2 separate regions of the Columba livia genome follow, and region 2 is linked to region 1. The links are chromatin contacts, called in public Hi-C maps. All regions are on one chromosome and are shown on one strand. The core of a region is the stretch at or near the end of the contact, and the rest is flanking DNA. Distances in the headings are between cores, read along the strand shown. Region 1 has its middle 9.1 kb from the start of MBNL3. Region 2 has its middle 17 kb from the start of STK26.

Region 1 (2,847 bases), core at 260-2,759:
CTATACTGGAACCTGGGATTGTTCCTGCCCAGATGCGGGACTCTACACTTACCCTTGTTAAATTTCATTAGGTTATTCCCTTCCTCCCTCCCCGATCCCTGCCACTCCCGGGGAAAATGCGGGTCTTTAGGAGCAAACCCCGAAACAAAGCAGTTTGAGGAGCAGTTTTGTTGAAAGTGTATTTCTTGCTTACGCTCATTGCAGGGGGATTGGACTATGTGACCTTTAAAGGTCCCTTCCAAAGCCAACTATTCTATGATTCTATGAACACGCTGAAGTTTGTCACATTTTGAGGTGGGGAAAAAAAAGGCTTTTATTTCAATTGCGTCAAAATGCTGAATTTTGGGAATGTCCCTGGTTAGGTGATGTTGGTCCTTTTGGATGTTTGCCCTGTATTCCTGCTCCACACCAAAACATTGTGGATGTAGCCGGGAAATGCTTTTACAGAGTATATGCTCTCAGCAGGACAAATTGCTGCTGTTAAAGGTATCGAGGACCCAATAAAAATGTCTCAGGGGACTGGAAATTGTATTTTCAGCCTTGTTTTGTCTGAAATTCCAGCTTTTTCTCCTGCTTCCAGTATCTTTGCTTTCCAGTGCAGGAGCAGGAGTGGACTGCAGTGGTCCCTGCCTGCTCATCACCCACAAATTTGCCTAATCTCTTCTTAAAATATCTCCCAGTATCTTCAGCTTCCCACGGAGAGGAGTCATTGGGGGAAAGGGAGCTCCTTCACTTTTCTTCTGCCTGATCCTTCTTTATGTTGGGAAACAGGGAATGGGATTTCCCAGCTCACCAGCCAAGTTCCAGCTTCCAACCTCCTGCTGGGCCTCCGTTTTCCTCAGCTGAATGATGCTTGTTTATAAAGGCTGATTTATGATGACAGAAATGCAGATAATATATTTTTTTTAATCTCCTCTGGGAGCTAATATTAGGAAATGGTGATATAACCCCCACGCACCGATGGAGCCTGGAGGAGGTTAATGCGCTGCGATGCCATACAGCTGCTCCAAGGGCTGTATCATCGCAGTGACAACTTGTACTTACGGCTTTGTGGAGAAGAGTGGGGCTGTTAATAGAACAAGGCTGAAATCAGTGCAGGGGTATGAGAATTGGGCCCATGCTGTTATTAATGGTCGTTACAGTGCTGCATATGTGAGGCGTGAATGATAACAGGCGCGGGCTGTTTGCTTTGCTGTGTGACAGTACAACAGCAGCTTTGTTACAGCTTTGATGAGCTGTCTGTGCTGCAGCTCGGGCAAGGGCTGCTTTGCTGTCTGTAAGGAAACATCATCTCTGTTAAGGCAGAAATATTTCCCTCTGAACAACAAGAAAAGAAAAGCCGAGCAGAGGTCTTGTCAAGTGCTGTTCCACTGATAAAACAGAAAACAAGACAAAAGTTTTCTCGCTTCAAGCATGGTTATTCTCAGCAAAGAGCAGACATCTCCTATTTATTTATCTCCTCATGGTCCTGTGCTTTTTTTTGTGCCCCCAGCTGTGCGAAGTTTCAAAGGAGCTCTGGGTCTGACGATGCAGTTCCCCAAAAGACCTGTCATTGGGGATAAAGAAACCCAGCAACCGCTGGGAGAGAGAAGCAGACACCGGCCAACCAGCCGGGAAGGCTTTCCAGGATTTCAGCCGAGCCGTGACACGGCAGCGGATGCACAGCTCAGCGGGTGGGATACGCACACGGTCGCATTTTGAGGATCACGTGTTTAAGCTGTGGTGATGCAAGGAGCAGCAACCCTTCCCGGCCTCTGCTGCTCTCCCACAGTGATTAGGGCATCTTTTGAAAATCACGGGGAAAAAAAAATAGCTGAGTAATGCTTAAACAAAACATCTGTGTGTTTTGGTATGGTGGGGAATGTGCAGGCTGGCCCAAGATCAAATTTAGGGCAGTGTTTAGCTTCTGGTGAAGCCTGGCACATGCTTCTGCTTGGAGCAGTGACTCTGGAGGAAGAAATGGAGACCCATTTGGGAAAAGGAGATGCCTCCTCAGCATCAGTCACATCCTGAGTCCACTGATGACCCAGAAAGGTTTATTTAAATTGCAGGTGGACATTATTCCAATGTGATCTGAAATGCACACCAGATGCAGTGTCTGTTGATGCTGTGATCTGCAGGAAAAGGTCTCCAGGAGGGATGGAGCTGGCTGTGTTCAGAGGTGATGCTGCGATTTGGAGGGGACACACCAGGGACAGCGTATATTTGGGTTCCCCTGCATGCTGGGCATCGTTAGGAAACAATTTTTCTCCTTCTCGGATGCATCTCAGGCTCTGTGAAGTCACAGCAGAGCACTGACGGACAGAGCTGTGTCCTGTGTGTTGTTCCCCGCTACTGTACCTACTTTAGTTAGAAAAAGAGCAGCAAGGCTGGCAGAAGCTGCTCTTTGCAAATAATGCAGCAACTCAGAGTGGAAACTCTGCTTTTATGGCTCTCTTGGCAAGGCTTCCCATTTTGCCCAGGAATAGCAGTTGTTCACCCAGTTTACAACACTCAAACAGAACTCATTGTTTTTTTGATTTACCTTTTTTATTACAGCAGATATTGGATGGGGAACTAGTGAAAATAAAAAGCAGGGAAAGACCAGCCCAGCTGGTTGGCTTTTCAGTGTTCGGGAACTGCAGGAGCTCAGCACATGCTCTTCCAGTTGAACAGCACCCAGGTGCCCCCACGGATGATGCTGTTGTCTCCAGGTGTGTGGGAATGGAGGGATCTTCTTAGGGGCAGAACATGCAGGCGGGGGTGTTGGTGAGCTGGTGGGCCCGGGGAAGCTTCATGTATACATGTATTGTATATATATGTGTGTATACAGGATGTGTGCAAGTGTGGGGAGGGCTGGGTGAGAAC
Region 2 (3,053 bases), core at 98-2,597, 200 kb after region 1:
GAGCAGCCGTGCCTGGGGGAGAGCACCCCAGGAGGCGCCCAGGGAGGAACTGCAGGGCTGCAGCAAGCGGTGGCCATCCGCCTCCAGCTCCCTGCCCTGCCGGACCCACCGCAGCTGAGCGCAGCAGGATGCGTGCTGGATCCTCGGCTGAACGCTATCGCTACTTCTGCTCGGAAGCAGCCGGCATCGCACCCCCTTCTGGGCTGCCCACCCATGCCTGTGGGAAGGAAAACAGCTCAGTGAAGGTCTGCTCTGCGCTAGGGACAACGCTCTCAGCTGCTCTTACCAATTGCTCTTTCCTAATCCCAGGTAGGGTGTGACCCTACCTTCAAGAAGAAGCAAAACTGTACGATAGCTGAATCAGCTCCGGGTTGTGTAAACTACACCTCCATCACCCAGGGGGGAGACGTTCATGCTAATTCCAGTGTATGGACTCGTATGTATCCAACAGTATGTTGTTATGGTGAATTTGCAGCTCTGAAAGTCTGTGTAAATAAAATTAATATCAAAAACCTCACATGCATTAAGAAGATGCTATACAGCTTTCCCACTTATGTATAAAATAAAAGGTTGAAGGTGTAAATAATACCATTTAAAGAGCAGTATCATGAAGTTGGGCCCTAGCAGGCTGATTATCTGTTACTACTTACAGTGCATCTTATATGAGCCTAACAGGGCCCCAAACTCCCTGACTGCTGTTTTTCAGAGTACTCTCCCTACTTTTGTTCTACCTCAACAGCACAACAACAGAGCAAAAATTTGCATTGCATCCACTTTCAAATATTTTTTAAACATTTTTTCTTAAATTACCATTGGCGATGTGCAAGAATACATGGCATGTAAATAAAATAAGCCAGGAAACTATTTAGGAGCAACATCAAACCACCTTTGAGGACACTCAGAGCAAGGGAAAGCTGCATGTCAGAAGGGGCTGACGTGCACACCGGCAGGACTCTGCCTCCCTCCCTTCCCACCAGGCACTTGTACCATATTTGGTAGAGTAATGAGGGCAGAAGACCAGAAGGAGAAGCCTGGCTTGGCAGGCAGTAGATAATAAAGCCTGTTTTATATACGCTGTAATTTGTGGTCACTGTCTCAGTGAGTGCTGATGCCTCTCATTCACCCCGGGCATGCCCTTCCTCTGCCTTCCAGCCCTCATCCCACCGGGAAAGGAGCTCTGAACCACAGCTTCCAGCATGGCTGAGAGCACGAAAGCAACAGGCTAAAACAAGCCTGGATTAACAGGGGACAAAACAGACAAGAAAAGAACCTTTAGGTACCTTACAAGCTAAAGGAAAATGAAGTGCAGGCTCATGACCCGACGGGAAAGATCAGAATGAGCTGCAGTGAAGCTTGGTGCAGCTGATTTTTCTTTTGTTTTAGCCTTTCCGAAAAGGATTATCTATAACCAGAGAAAATTAACTTTAACAAACAAATAAACCTACATCCAGATGAACAGGCTGGAGAACATTCAGATAAGTGGATGTCTTCAAGTGGGCAGGGCCTCATTAATCCTGCAGCACATAACAATCTAAACACTGATGCAAGCTGGAACACAGGCAGTTTTCTTTAAGGCCTGTAGCAAACAGGAGAGGTCTTTAAAAACCAAAGGACAAACATCATGTTTGTCTTCAGAAAGGAAACATCCAAGAAATTATCCATCCATTTGTCCAACTTTTAGCCCTAGGGTAATTCTGGAATAACATAAACAATTCTTTTTAATCCCTCCTTCACATTGTTTACCAGCCATTGAGAACAGTTTGTGCCAAATCAATCCAGCTTCCCTTTTTGATAGGCCTAATGTATGAGGCAACATCCTTCTAATTAGCTTGAGGAAACACAACAGTTAATTATTGAGATGGATATGCAACCGGCTAAAAAAACCCCACCTCTTAAAGAGCACTTGACCACCAGCAGGACAGCAAATGCTGCCATTCCACAGGAATGTCAGGTTAGCAGTTTTATTCAACAGTTTAAACAATTTCATCCTGTAAAGAAGGCACTCCAAGGATTCTATCAAAGGAGGAATGGTTAGAAAGACGTTTAGGGACACAATTATAATATAAAAAAAATTCAGCAGTTTTCTAAATGGCACAGCAACACATGCAATCCTATAAAAATTGTTAAAAGCATTCTTCTTAGAAAGGAGAAATCAATTTTGCAGTAAGGAGTAAATGACAGGGCAGCAGCATCGCAAAAAAGCTCACAAATTGTAGGAAGCCAGGAACTGAGGAGCAGCTATCCAACAATCCGTTACCACAAAAAGAAGGAGAAGCTACTAATTCTGGATGGACTTGGGAAAAGACAACTGAGAGACAAATAAGGTAATTGTGCTGACTTGGGGGTGATGCAGTCTGGCTTAGACAGCAACACACTCAGCTCTGGAGAAGAACAACAGGAATGATGAATTATTTAGAAAACATAACTTGGGAGACACAGTTGAAAGATTCAGGGTTTGTGGTTTGTTGTTTTTTTTTTATTTTCAAAGCAGAAAATAGCAGAGACAGAACTCATGTCAACATGATCAGAGGGCAGACAAGATGCTAAACAACCATGGTCCCTAGTGATGCGATGAAAGAGAAGGCAACTTAATTTGCAGCAAAATCAATTTAGGTCAGTTACTGGGGGAGTTTTCCAATTAAAGAGAATAAAACAGAGGGACAGAACATTTGGGAGACTCTTTCACGAGATTTTTTTACAAGTTGGACAAACCTTCACCAAGAGTTCTCTGTCCTGGCACTGCTCAGCAGAAGAGCACAAGGCAGGTGGTACCATGACAACTCTTTCAGCCTTATCTAAGCTTTAATAAATGGATGATCAATGCCATTTTACACACACCCCAGAAACAAACAAACACAAATAACATTATACACCTGATAAAAAAGTCCCAGTGTTTCAAAGGCTGCAGGATTTTTGCTCCAAGCCAGTCTCAAACATAGCCCTTGAAGTCCCACATACAGAAAGGCAGATGCCCTTCTATCCAACTGCTATGTTACCAGCTTTCTACCTTTTATTCCCTGTAGGAAAACAAAAGACCAAGTCTTGAAGACAAT

The links. Hi-C and Micro-C count contacts between places; a contact is called where the count stands out from the background.
Region 2: a contact with region 1 is called in a Hi-C map of crop, with 3 times the contacts expected there. The contact joins two enhancer-like sites. A contact is called at or near these places in 2 of 2 Hi-C or Micro-C datasets (crop and liver).

What each region holds. Positions count from the first base shown.
Region 1 is chr12:7,334,367-7,337,213 of bColLiv1.pat.W.v2, forward strand. No RefSeq gene overlaps it. Among named protein-coding and RNA genes, the nearest start is that of MBNL3, 9.1 kb to the right of the region's middle. Within about 2 kb of position 1,510, at least 1 of the 3 cell types and tissues checked has an H3K27ac peak away from gene starts, as active enhancers do.
Region 2 is chr12:7,533,739-7,536,791 of bColLiv1.pat.W.v2, forward strand. No RefSeq gene overlaps it. Among named protein-coding and RNA genes, the nearest start is that of STK26, 17 kb to the left of the region's middle. Within about 2 kb of position 1,348, at least 1 of the 3 cell types and tissues checked has an H3K27ac peak away from gene starts, as active enhancers do.